Linked DNA regions of Muntiacus reevesi: region 2 is linked to region 1. The links are chromatin contacts, called in public Hi-C maps. All regions are on one chromosome and are shown on one strand. Each heading gives the region's core, a stretch centred on a gene start, on an enhancer-like site or on the middle of the called end of the contact. The rest is flanking DNA. Distances are from core to core; before and after follow the strand shown. Region 1 holds the start of NOL6 (nucleolar protein 6). Region 2 holds the start of UBAP2 (ubiquitin associated protein 2).

Region 1 (6,603 bases), core at 1,064-3,563:
TCTATCTTCCCTTCACTCATTCCAAGGAAGTACCAGACCTATTCTTGCCTTTGAGCCTCTGTGTTGGCTGTTTCCCCTTCCTGGAATGTTCTTCTTCCCTTAAATATCTATATGGCTGACTCACTTTCTTTACACAAATGTCACTTTAGTAAGGCCTACCTCAACCACCCTATTTAAAGTTGCCAACCACTCTCATCCTCTGATATTCCCATGAGCCCCTTAATGTGTCCTTCTTCCTTTGTCCATAGTGCTTACCACCACTTTCTAACACTGTCATACAGTTTACTTGTCATGTTCATTATATTATTGTCCATATTCCAACACTAGAACACAGGCTGCTTTGCTCACTGATGTATCCTAAGAACCCCTGGAGGAGGGCATGGCAACCCACTCCAGTATTCTCGCCTGGAGAATCCCCATGGACAGAGGAGCCTGGGAGGCTACAGTCCACGGGGTCGCAAAGAATCGGACACTACTGAGCGACTAAGCACAACACATCCTAAGAACACAACTACTGCAAGGCACATAAGTGTTTGCTGAATGAACAATAAGTGACTGCACTCCCAGCTGAGCCTTCTGGCAGTGCGAATGAGCTCCCTAGCACCCCATCCCCTTCAAAGAATAGCAAGGTCCCTGAGGACCTTTACTGGGCTTTCCAGTTCCCCCCACTACTTGACTTACCTCTGTCTCAGGGGTTGAGGGCACCTTCATGATCCGCTGGTTGACCTCCCGTAGGAAAGCATCAATCCGCTCTTTCTTCTTCTCTGACAGCCTCACTTCCTTTAGTAACTCCTCTACCTGTAAGATGGTGCAGGAGAAAGTAGCACTTCAGCCTCAGGCTCTCAGCCCATCCCTCTAATCCAAGCCCCAACCACCCAACAGTACCTGTAAACGAAGCAAGCTGGAATGGAACAGACTCTCAGTCTCCCGAAGGCGACTGAGCTCCTCATTGGTAGGTTCCTTGTACAGTTCTGCCCGGCTGAGCTTCACAGGCTGCAGGAGGCCCTCTCCTGGAGACACAGCTATCTTACGTTTCTTTAAGGATTCCTTCTTCCCCTCTTTGCCTGTGCCTTCCAGAGCTGACTCCATCACCTGTGGCCAATGAGAGAGAGAAGCCAGGGTGACATCACAGACACCCAGCATCCACTGCCTGTCGAGCCACCAGGACCAGATGCAGGTAAAGGCTTCACCTGCTCCTGGTCTCTCTTGAACAGGAATCAGATTGTGTAAAACTCAGAATAATTTTTAGTTAAAAGAATTTATTGAGCTCTAGACTGAAAACTCCTTGAGTTGAGGGTTCCCATCTATCTAACAGCATGTAGCTCTGCTTGGAGTCAGTAAGGGTAGTAGCTGAATGGGCCCTGGAAGCAATAACTGAGCTTCTTGTACTTCCAAGTAACAAGACCTTCTCTTCTGCTGAGTTAATTATGGAACGTAGCAAATGCCAAATCCACTCTTGCTCTGTCCAAATCCTGCCAGGTCACACACGCACCCCCTGCCCCAGCAAGCCCTGACTATAGGCTATATCAGTATACATTAAGTGCTCAGTGATGGAGCCTACTGGCTCTGAAGGATATACTCAATAAATCATTCAATCCTTATAATAATACTAACAGAAAACAAACAACTGAACGAAGCTCCGTTGAGCTTGTGGTTCCAGTCGGTATGATTAAACTGTGAGCAGGCTTCAAACCCTGGTCTGCGAGATCCCAAACCTTCTACCCTGCAGCCTGGGCTCCGCCCCCCTCCATGGTTCCACAGCCGGAAGAGCCTTACTGTAGCGCACCAGGACTGCCACCACGTGGGGAGCACAAAACTAGACACAGGAGGGGAGAAAATCCTGCCCAAAGTCCACAAGGACTTAGGGGAAAGACCCAAGCCGCGGAAGGGAATGGGGGCGGGTCTCTTCAATCTCAAGGTGTAGAGCTAACGAACAGAGACGGTCCATAGACTTTACTACTTGGCAGGTAAAGCCAAGTTCTATTTCCCTTGGCAAGCCCTGTCTCGGTATCCTAAGCTGGAAGCATCGGGGAAAATGAGGCTCTGCCTTAAGGGGCCACTCTCGTGCCCCTCGCTAGCAAGCTGTTAGGTTCTGCTGTCTCCGGCACGCTGCGCATCCCTTCCTCCCAGGCCGCTCGCCCACCTCCGGCTCCCCAGCAGTTCCGCGATGCTCCGCTCTCGCAGGTGCGGGGCCCATCCCTCACGTACTGCTCTCGCACTTTGGGTTTAAAGTCCACTTGCTCTGTAGAGATTCCACCCACGTTGGCAGAAATGACCAAACCTCGGCAGAAACGCGGGTACCAGCGTTAGGAAGCCTCATGGCAAAGAACCCCGCCCAGTTCCAGAGCCATTGGGTGAGTGCCTGACGAGTCTCTCGCCATTGGTTTCTGTCACTCTCCAGGACCGCCCATTATGGGGGAGGGGCCAAACAGAGTTCTCCGATTTACGGCCTCTTTGCGACGCCAGACAGGAAGCTTGCCGGTAACTTGGCGGTTGCTTCCGTTTCCTCACTTCCTCCTCTTGGAACACCAGGGAAAGGGCGGGGCTAGCTTGGGCCTTGGGGGAGGGTTTGTTTACGTAAGTGATTTCTCTTCTTGCTTTTTTTTTTTATCTTAAAGTCAGTTTTATTTTTATTTTTATTTTTTTCCATTTATTTTTATTAGTTGGAGGCTAATTACAACATTGCAGTGGCCCCTGTCATACACTGACATGAATCAGCCATGGATCCACATGCACTCCCCATCCCGATCCCCACTCCCACCTCCCTCTCCACGCGATTCCTCTGGGTCTTCCCAGTGCACCAGGCCCGAGCACCCGTCTCATGCATCCAGCCTGGGCTGGTGATCTGTTTCACCCTAGATAATATACATGTTTCGATGCTGTTCTCTCGAAACATCCCACCCTTGCCTTCTCCCACAGAGTCCAAAATTCTGTTCTGTACATCTGTGTCTCTTTTTATGTTTTGCATATAGGGTTATCATTACCATCTTTCTAAATTCCATATATATGCGTTAGTATACTGTATTGGTCTTTATCTTTCTGGCTTACTTCACTCTGTATGATGGGCTCCAGTTTCATCCATCTCATTAGAACTGATTCAAATGAATTCTTTTTAATGGCTGAGTAATATTCCATGGTGTATATGTACCACAGCTTTCTTATCCATTCGTCTGCTGATGGGCATCTAGGTTGCTTCCATGTCCTGGCTATTATAAACAGTGCTGCGATGAACATTGGGGTACACGTGTCTCTTTCAGATCTGGTTTCCTTGGTGTGTATGCCCAGAAGTGGGATTGCTGGGTCATATGGCAGTTCTAATTTCAGTTTTTTAAGAAATCTCCACAGTGTTCTCCATAGCGGCTGTGCTAGTTTGCATTCCCACCAGCAGTGTAAGAGGGTTCCCTTTTCTCTACACCCTCTCCAGCATTTGTTGCTTGTAGACTTTTGGATAGCAGCCATCCTGACTGGCGTGTAATGGTACCTCATTGTAGTTTTGATTTGCATTTTTCTGATAATGAGTGATGTTGAGCATCTTTTCATGCGTTTGTTAGCCATCTGTATGTCTTCTTAGTTTAGTTTAGTTCTTTGGCCCATTTTTTGATTGGGTCATTTATTTTTCTGGACTTGAGCTGCAGGAGTTGCTTGTATATTTTTAAAAATATGGAACGCTTCACGAATTTGCGTGTCATCCTTGTGCAGGGGCCATGCTAATCTTCTCTGTATCGTTCTAATTTTAGTATATGTGCTGCCGAAGTGAGCACACTCTTCTCGCTTTATCAATTAACCGATCTCGTCAATCCTACTTGCAAAATATGTCTTGAGTTTATTCATTTTGTGTATGTGTGTGTTAAGTCACTTCAGTCTTGTCCCATTCTTTGCAACCGTACTGACTGTAGCCTGACAGACTCCTGTGTCACTGGGATTCTCTGGGCAAGAATACTGCAGTGGGTTGCCATGCCCACCTCCAGGGGATCTTCCTGATTCATGGATCAAACCCGCCTCTCTTAGGTCTCCTGCCCGTTGGCAGCCTGGTTCTTAACCACTAGCACCACCTGGGAACCCCCAGGACTATCTCTTCGGTTCAGTTCAGTTCAGTCGCTCAGTCGTGTCCGACTCTGCAACCCCATGGATTGAAGCAAGCCAGGCTTCCCTGCCCTTTTTGTAGTCATAATTCAATTATAAAATTCAAGAAATGTAACTTTCATTCAATACTATCATATAAAGCCCATATTCACACTTTGCCAGTTATTTCAATAATACCCTTTACATAGTAGAGTTTTATCTCCTGGTTCAGGATCAGGCATCTATTTAGGCATCATCTTTTTTTTCCCTCTCAGTGTGAATTAATCTGGAACATATTCTCTCCCTTTTTTGTTTTTTGTTGTGTGTGTGGATGTGTTGGTTTTTGGTTTTGCCACGCTGTGCAGCATGTGGGATCTTAGTTCTCTGATCAGGGATGGTACCCTTGCCCCGTGCATGGGAAATGCAGAATCTTAACTGCTGGACTGCCAGGGAAGTCCATTTTTCCCCCTAACAACAGTTTTGAAGAATATAGCATAGTTTCATTCGATAGCTTTTTCTTTAAATCTTTTTTGTTGAAGTGTGCAGTGGTAAAGACTCTGCCTGCCAAGGCAAAATACATAAGAGATCTGGGTTCAATCCCTGTGTCAGGAAGATCTCCTGGAGTAGGAAATGGGAACCCCCCTTCAGTATTCTTGCCTGGAAAATTCCATGGGCAGAGGCACCTGGCGGGCTACAATCCATGTGGTCGCAGAGTCAGACACCACTGAGCACCCATGCACAACACACATATGGAAAAATTCACATACCTCAAGGATACACCTTGGATAGTCACAAACTAAACATACATATGTACTCAACTCACAAAAAAAAGAAAAAGAAAAAGAAAAAGCAGGGACTTCCCTTGTGGCCCAGTGGTTAAGTATCTGCCTGCCAATTCAGGAGACACAGGTTCAATTCCTGGTCCAGGAAGATCCCACACACCACGGAGCCACTAAGCATGTGCACCCTAACTACTGAGCTCGAACTCTAGAACTCGCAAGCCACAACTACTGAAGCCCACATGTTCTAGAGCCAGTACTCCACAACCCGAGAAGCCACCAAAATGATAAGTCCATGCACCACAATGAAGACTAGAACCTGCTCACTGCAACAGGAGAAAACCCAGGACCACTAACGAAGACCCAGTGAGGCCAAAACTAAACACAAAATAAATTTTAATTTAAAAGAAAAGAATATTTTCTGCACCTTTCCAGTCTCCCCTCATGCTGCCTTTTAGTCACCACCCTGGAAAAATAACCACTGGCCTGACTTCTAATAGCATAGGTTAGCTTATGCAATGCTTTTAAAGGAATTTTACAAAAGTGGTCTTGTCCTTCTTCAATATATTTTCACATGCTTGCCAGAATGAGTATTCTGCAACTGAAACCCTATCATGTCACGCTCCTCTTAAAAACTTATCAGTGGTTGGCTACCAATTGCACTTAGAATGAATGAAATGAATGAATGAATGAAATACAGATTTCTCCAAGGCCATGATCAATATATTCCCTCACTCACTACCCATCTTTTTTCTCAATACTCTACCCCTTCATCACTGAGCTCCAGCAATATCCACCTTCTTTCAATTCCTTGGTTGTATCAAGTTCTTTCTTATCTCAGAGACTTGAGCCAAGCTGTTTGCTCTGCCTGGAATGCTTCTCTGAAAATTTTTCCATTTCATCCCACAGCTTTCAGTGTAAACAACATGTCTATAGTTAGGCCTTCATTGATCACCCAACCTGAAATATGTTTTCCCTTATCTCTTCACCCAATTGATTCCTTTTTTTTTTTTTTTTAGCACTTTTAAAAACAATTTTTCGTTATCAGTTGTCTATCTCTTCATCCTTGACCGTGAGTTTGAAAACAAGGATCAGGTGTACATGTCCAATACCCAGTACACTGTACATCCTCAGTATGTGTTTACTGACTGAATGATGTGACCACTGTCAACCTTTCAACCTTGTCTGTCATCATTGTCTCCTTCAAATATTAAGGCCCAGCCATACGGAACTACTTGGGAATTTCCCTACTCTATCTTGCTTTCTTGTCCTGGACTTTTGAGCTTACCAGCTTCTTTGCTACCAATGTTTTGATTTTTTTTTCACAGCCTTATTGAGATAAAATTGAAATATAACTGTTAAAGTTGTACAATGTGATGACTTGTTGCACACATATTGCAAAATGGTTACCTCAGTAAGATTAGTTAACACATTTAACATATCCTTCACCTCACCTAATTACCATTTGTTGTTTTGATGAGAACATTTAAGATCTACTCTTATAGCTATTTTCAAGTATTCAGTTCAGTTATTCAGTCATGTCTAACTCTTTGAGACCCCATGGACTGCAGCACGCCAGGCCTCCCTGGCCATCACCAACTCCCAAAGTTTACTCAAACTCACGTCTGTTGAGTCAGTGATGCCATCCAACCATCTCATCCTCTGTCATCCCCTTTTCCTCCCACCCTCAATCTTTCCCAGCATCAGGGTCTTTTCAAATGAGTCAGTTCTTTGCATCAGGTGGCCAAAGTATTGGAGTTTC
Region 2 (6,001 bases), core at 2,855-5,354, 220 kb after region 1:
AGTCTAAATCCAAATAAAATTCTCTCCTCGACAAATCCTTGAGAATAATCAAAGTTTAATCTAATCAACATACGTTCTATTATTTTTAGAGTTCCAAATGAAAAAAAACAAGCAATGTATTGCTAACACCCTTTAAAAGTAGAGCACTGCCTAGTCTTAAATGAAATACCTACTCTGTGGTCCAAGCCTCATTTCATAAATTAATTCCAAACAGTGAACTGGGTTTCAATTTAATTGAGCTCACAACTCCAGTATGAAAATGAGTTTTCTGAAAACTGAAACACACTATAACACACATGCTATGTCAGCCAGAATTTCACAAGCCTGTTCTTCAAAACCTAGGCCAAGAAATTTCAAAACTAAAATAACTTACTTTCTTTAAAAAGTACAGAGCAAGCATCTTTGAGAGAAACACTGTCAAGAAAACAAACAGAGCGTAGGAGGGGGACTTCCCTGACAGGCCAATGATTAAGACTCTGCACTTCCACTGTAGGGGCACGGGTTCAATCCCTGGTGGGGAAACTTACGATCCCACGCGACACTCAACGTGGCCAAAACAATAAAAATTTTTTAAAAGTAGGAAATTTCAGCATACATAGCTGACATTATAATTGTCAAAACTAATTTGATTCCTGGACTTAAAGAAAAAAGAAAGAAGTCCACTTGATCAGTTCAGTTTAGTCACTCAGTCCTGTCCGACTCTGCGACCCCACGGACTGCAGCACACCAGGCTTCCCTGTCCATCACCAACTCCCAGAGCTTGCTCAAACTCATGTCCATCGAGTCAGTGATGCCATCCAACCATCTCATCCTCTGTCGTCCCCTTCTCCTCCCGCCTTCAATCTTGCCCAGCATCAGGGTCTTTTCCAGTGAGTCAGTTCTTCGAATCAGGTGGCCGAAGTATTGGAGCTTGAGCTTCAGCATCAGTCCTTCCAATGAATATTCAGGACTGATTTCCTTTAAAATTGACAGGCTGGATCTCCCTGCAGTCCAAGGGACTCTCAATAATTGGGTCAAAAATATTTCAAAACCTACCACAGGTTTATAAGGTGATAGTCCCTCTCTTGACCTTACTTCAAGTTATATTCCCACTCTCCTTTTGGGGAAAAGAAAAAAGAGAAAACAACGGTTTCTAAGCTCTGTCAGAGATCCACCTTCTCACCAGTCAACACCACCAGCGCCATATCACTTAGCTTTTAAAGGACACTGCATATACTCGTTAACAACTAAGAGCTAACTGATCATTGCTGACTTATGGCTGCCTCACAAGAAGAAATAAAAGATAGATTTGTTTAAAATCAAAGGAGGACTTTCCTATTGGCCAGTGGTTAAGAATCTGTCAATGCAGGGGACACAAGTGTGATCACTGGATCAGGTTTGATCCTGCAGGCCACAGGGCAACTAAGCCTGTGTGCCAGCACTATCAAAGCCTGTGCTCCCTACAGCCTGTGCTCCACGAGAAGCCACCATTCACCCCAACTAGAAAAGCTCTCATGCAGCAACAAAGACCCATCAAAACCAAATAAATAAAATAAACTTTAAAAAATAATAAAAGCAAAGGAACTTCGCAATCTGTGAATTCGTGCAGACCACTTCTTCTGAGCAGGCATTAATCCTTTAAAATGCACTTACACACACACCCCAAAAAGTTTCTTATGACAGTAACAAAATCTAACAGTAAGTGTTCATTTTTAAAGAGGACTGGGGAGTCAACACTTCAAAAGTAAAGGCTTCTCTTCAGACCAGTTCAAACCTTCAAGACTGGTTTATACTCTCTATATGCAGTTTATACTCATGGGAGCAGAGATAGCAACCAGTTTCTGTCAAAACACAAATAATGAAATAAACCCATTCTCCTCCTGGTTCTCCTACCATGTCTCACCAAACAATAAAAGTCACCCAGGCTAATACCAAGAGACACCACTGGTGAGCACTGCACAGGCTGACCGGTTACCAGGAAAGGGAAGCAGAGGAGTGACCGTTGTTCTAGCCCAGCTCCAAAGGCAGCGCTCTCTGAGACTGCTGGTCCAGCCCATGTATAGAGAGAGGCCAGAGGAAACCAGAGCGGCAGGAAACAGGCAGCAGGGGCAATTACCACAAGCCTTTCCCATGGCCTCATTCCCATGCCACCACTTCCAGTCAAATATTTCAATCATAACAAAAACCTCCCTTCTTTCAATCGTTTTCTTAATTACTGAAGGTCAGAAACAAGGAAGCAGACGGAGGAAATCAGAGCTGTGGGAAACAAGGAGGACAGGAGTGGAGGGAAAAAATCTCACCACACATGCCAACTAGCCTTAAGGAGACAAACTCAGGAGGAACACACTAGAAGCAAGCAGAAAAGTAGTTTGGGAAAAACTAATCACTTTTGCCTCGATAAGTGAAGGTGCCACCGCAATGAGAGGGCAGTCTTAACCAAGGGCTCTGCAAGTAAGAGATGCTGGGGTACGGGAAGACCCTTCATCTCCAGCAAATATATTCCCTTTCCTGAGACAGATCCCACCCCAAGAGTCACCCAATCCTTAGGATTACACTCACCTTCCTTCCACTTTTATTAGACAAACTAAACTACAACTAAAAATTATGAATGTACAACTCATAGTGGAAAAGTGAGGAACACACTAACTACTGACACACCTTTGATTTTAAAAGTATTATTATAATCAAAGAGAAAATATATAGCAATTGGGTTCACTCAAAAAGTGAATTATATGCCCTTCAAATAAAAGATGATCTTTAGGTATCCTGTGGAGACCTTTAAAAGTTCTCAATTGTTAACGGCACACAAGGGCAGAACACAGTAAGGCTAAATACTGGCGGAGACACCTTGAATACACGCAGAAACAATATCCAACAGAGGTGGAAGTAAACTACAGGATTAGGTCAAAGAGGAAATAACAAGAATGATGATGGAATCAACTAACTCCTAGAGATAACAAGGAAGAGACTAGAGCGGTGAGAACAGTGATAGTACCTGAGATACCTGGACAACTAATTAGATTGAAAACCCAGGGGAAAAGGTGGGAATGCCGAGTGGGAAAAGTGATTCAGCGGCAAAGAGAACTGAGATGCAATGCACCAAGGAAAAGAATAACATTTGGAATAAAATAAGAGAGCGCTTTAAGTTTACAAACCCCCTCTCAAACCTACACTAAAGAACAACCGTGACACAGCCAGCCTACAGGAACTAGGACCGAGGAGGAGAACGGTATCCCGAGAGTCTGGCACCAAAGCCTTCCAGAGTGAGGAAGAGAAGTAGAACTGAACTATGCCTCCGGGCTGCCGAGAAAGCCGAGTGTGTGCAGAAGTTGGGCTCTGAGATGTCCAGTTCCAGGACTAGCGACAGGCGTGAACGCGGAAAGGTGGTCAGCGACAGCGAGGCGCGGGAGCTCGAGCGGACAGGCAGGAAGGGACAACGGTGTGAGAAAACCACACCCTCCAGGACAGAAACCCGAAGGGGGGAGGGGTAGGCGCCCCCTGGGGCTGGGTGGGGCTGGGCTGACTAGGAAGGGGTAGGCAGAAAGGGGCGCCGGACAAACAGCGGCGGAGAGGAAGGACAGCACCCAGGCCTGGACGAACTAAGGACGCACGAAGCCGGCGAGGGTAGCTCGGCCCAACCTCAGGGTGGACGCTCGGGCAGTAGAAAGGGCTCTGGAGGAAAGAAGAGCTGAACCCACGTCTACTAAGCGCAAGCTGTAGCGCTCAAGGAGCTGGAACGGGGAAGGAGAGAGAGAAGGTGCCAATTACCGCTGCCGCTCTCGCTGGACCCGGGACCCGCCGCCGCCGCCGCCGCCGCCGCTCGTTACCTGCCAATGTGCCTCTTACAAAGCGGCGGCGGCGGCAGAGTCGGCCCGGCCCGTCACGTGACCCCCGCGTCACGGCTGAAGGAGGAGCCAACACACGTAGCTAGCCGCGCGGCTCATCAGCCCGCCTACTGAGCGCGTTGTTTCCTGTAGCCACCACCCCCGACTCACACCCCAAGAGGCCAACAGCTGCGGGTCAGGGAAGGGCACGCAGATGGAGTCAACGAGGGAGATTTTATGGAGTTTCTCGAACTCGGAGTTCTCAGAGACGTACTACCCACCGCGTCCAGGATGCCCAAGAACAGCTCGTCGTCGCTGTGTGATGACCTCACAAGGCACCTCAGGTCGCTCCCCTGCCTACGGCCGCCTTTCCGTCATCACGTGGTGTGGTCCGACCACTCAAGACAAACCCAGGCTCCCAAACCTTGGGCGAGGGGACTGCGACTCCCAAACGTCAGGCACCCACCACCACATCCTTCCCTCCTGGGTTCGTTAGATGGTGCGCCTCTGACTTCGGTCCGAGGGAAGGCCGAGGCGGAAAGTGGAGGGCTATCACCTGAGACTAATAACAGTGGGCGCCGCCTGCCGGGTGGCTGAGCATCCCTCCTCCTGGGAGATGTAGTTCCGGCGAGGCGTGGGGTTCTGCGACCACGTTCCCGGGCTCGCGCTCCGCCCCGTTCCCTGCGCGGGAAAATGCCAACGGCTCGCCGAGGTAGCCGCTGAGCCCGGCGGGATTCAGGAAGCACCTCCACGGGGCGGGCGGACCTCGCAGCATCTGCCCTGTTCAATGAGGGCTTGAATTCTGCATTCCCAAGCCTCTTCAGCCTGAAAAGACTACAATTTGTTGAAAAGCCTACTCTTGTCGGTCGTCATACAACTTCTTTATTAAGTCATAGACTCAACCCTTTGAGGCAGAAATTGTCCCGGTTTTAAGCGTAGAGCAAGAATTCAGTTTCCCAGCTGAACTGGCCCAAATCCAAATTTTCTATTTCCAAACTGAATAACCTGCCTCTCAAAGTGACCTCACCTGTTTTAACTCCAAGAATTAAGCGTAAAGAATAGTGGGTCATAATTACGGCACAGTGTTTTTTAGTCTTTTCTCTTTTACTGGCCTATTGGATCCTCACAGGCATATCCGAAACTGGTTAGACACACGGAGTTTGGAGCCCAGCAGGCCTCGCCGCAATTCGAGCATTACTTTGTGACAACATTTCACCTGCTTGTGAAATTAAATGCGATTATGTGAAGTAGCACTTTGGCACAGAGTAGTAAGAGTCGGACAGGACTGAAGCAATTTAGCATGCACGCAATCCCTCAATAAATATTAGTAATCATAGTCACACCTTGTATATACCCTTCAGACACAACAGGTTTAATAAAGGTGAAAAGGGAGTTAAGCATAAAGTGATATTTGCGTAGGATGCTATGCTGATTACTAACTTGCTAATTACTAATAGACTCGGTTCAGTTCAGTTGTTCATTCGTGTTCGACTCTTTGCAACCCCATGGACTGCTGCACGCCAGGCTTCCCTGTCCATCACCAACTCCCGGCGCTTACTCAAACTGGTGTCCATTGAATCAGTGATGCCGTCCAACCATGTCATCCTCTGTTCTTCCCTTCTCCTCCTGCTTTCAATCTTGCCCAGCATCAGGGACTTTTCCAGTGAGTCAGTTCTTCACATCAGGTGGCCAAAGTAGTGGAGTTTCAGCTTCAGCATCAGTCCTTCCAATGGATATTCAGGACTGGTCTCCTTTAGGATGGACTGGTTGGATCTCCTTGCAGTCCAAAGGACTCTCCAATCTTCTCCAACACCACAGTTCAAAAGCATCAATTCTTTGGTGCTCAGCTTTCTTTATAGTCCAACTCACATCCATACATGACTACTGGAAAAACCATAGCTTTGACTAGACAGACCTTTGTTGGCAAAGTAATGTCTCTGCTTTTTAATATGCTGTCTAGGCTGATCATAGCTTTTCTTCCAAGAAACAAGCATGTTTTAATTTCATGGCTGCAGTCACTCTCTGCAGTGATTTTGGAGCCCCCCAAAATAAAATCTGTCACTGCTTCCATTGTTTCCCCATCTATTTGCCATGAAGTGATGGGACCAAGATCTTAGTTTTTTGAATGTTGACTTTTAAGCTAGCTTTTTCACTGTCTTCTTTCACTTCCATCAAGAGGCTTTTTAGTTCCTCTTCAC

The links. A called contact is a pair of places that touch in the nucleus more often than the background predicts.
Region 2: a Hi-C map of muscle shows a contact between it and region 1, with 3 times the contacts expected there. The contact joins the promoter of UBAP2 here to the promoter of NOL6 in region 1. A contact is called at or near these places in 2 of 3 Hi-C or Micro-C datasets (blood and muscle).

What each region holds. Positions count from the first base shown.
Region 1 is chr10:7,831,193-7,837,795 of mMunRee1.1, forward strand. NOL6 (nucleolar protein 6) reads right to left here and starts at 2,314. Exons shown (of 26, transcript XM_065947415.1): 1 at 2,209-2,314; 2 at 886-1,092; 3 at 682-798. The coding sequence starts at 1,089. It overlaps LOC136143960 (U6 spliceosomal RNA), which reads right to left and starts at 3,761; the gene lies at 3,655-3,761.
Region 2 is chr10:8,051,571-8,057,571 of mMunRee1.1, forward strand. UBAP2 (ubiquitin associated protein 2) reads right to left here and starts at 4,105. Exons shown (of 29, transcript XM_065901575.1): 1 at 4,085-4,105.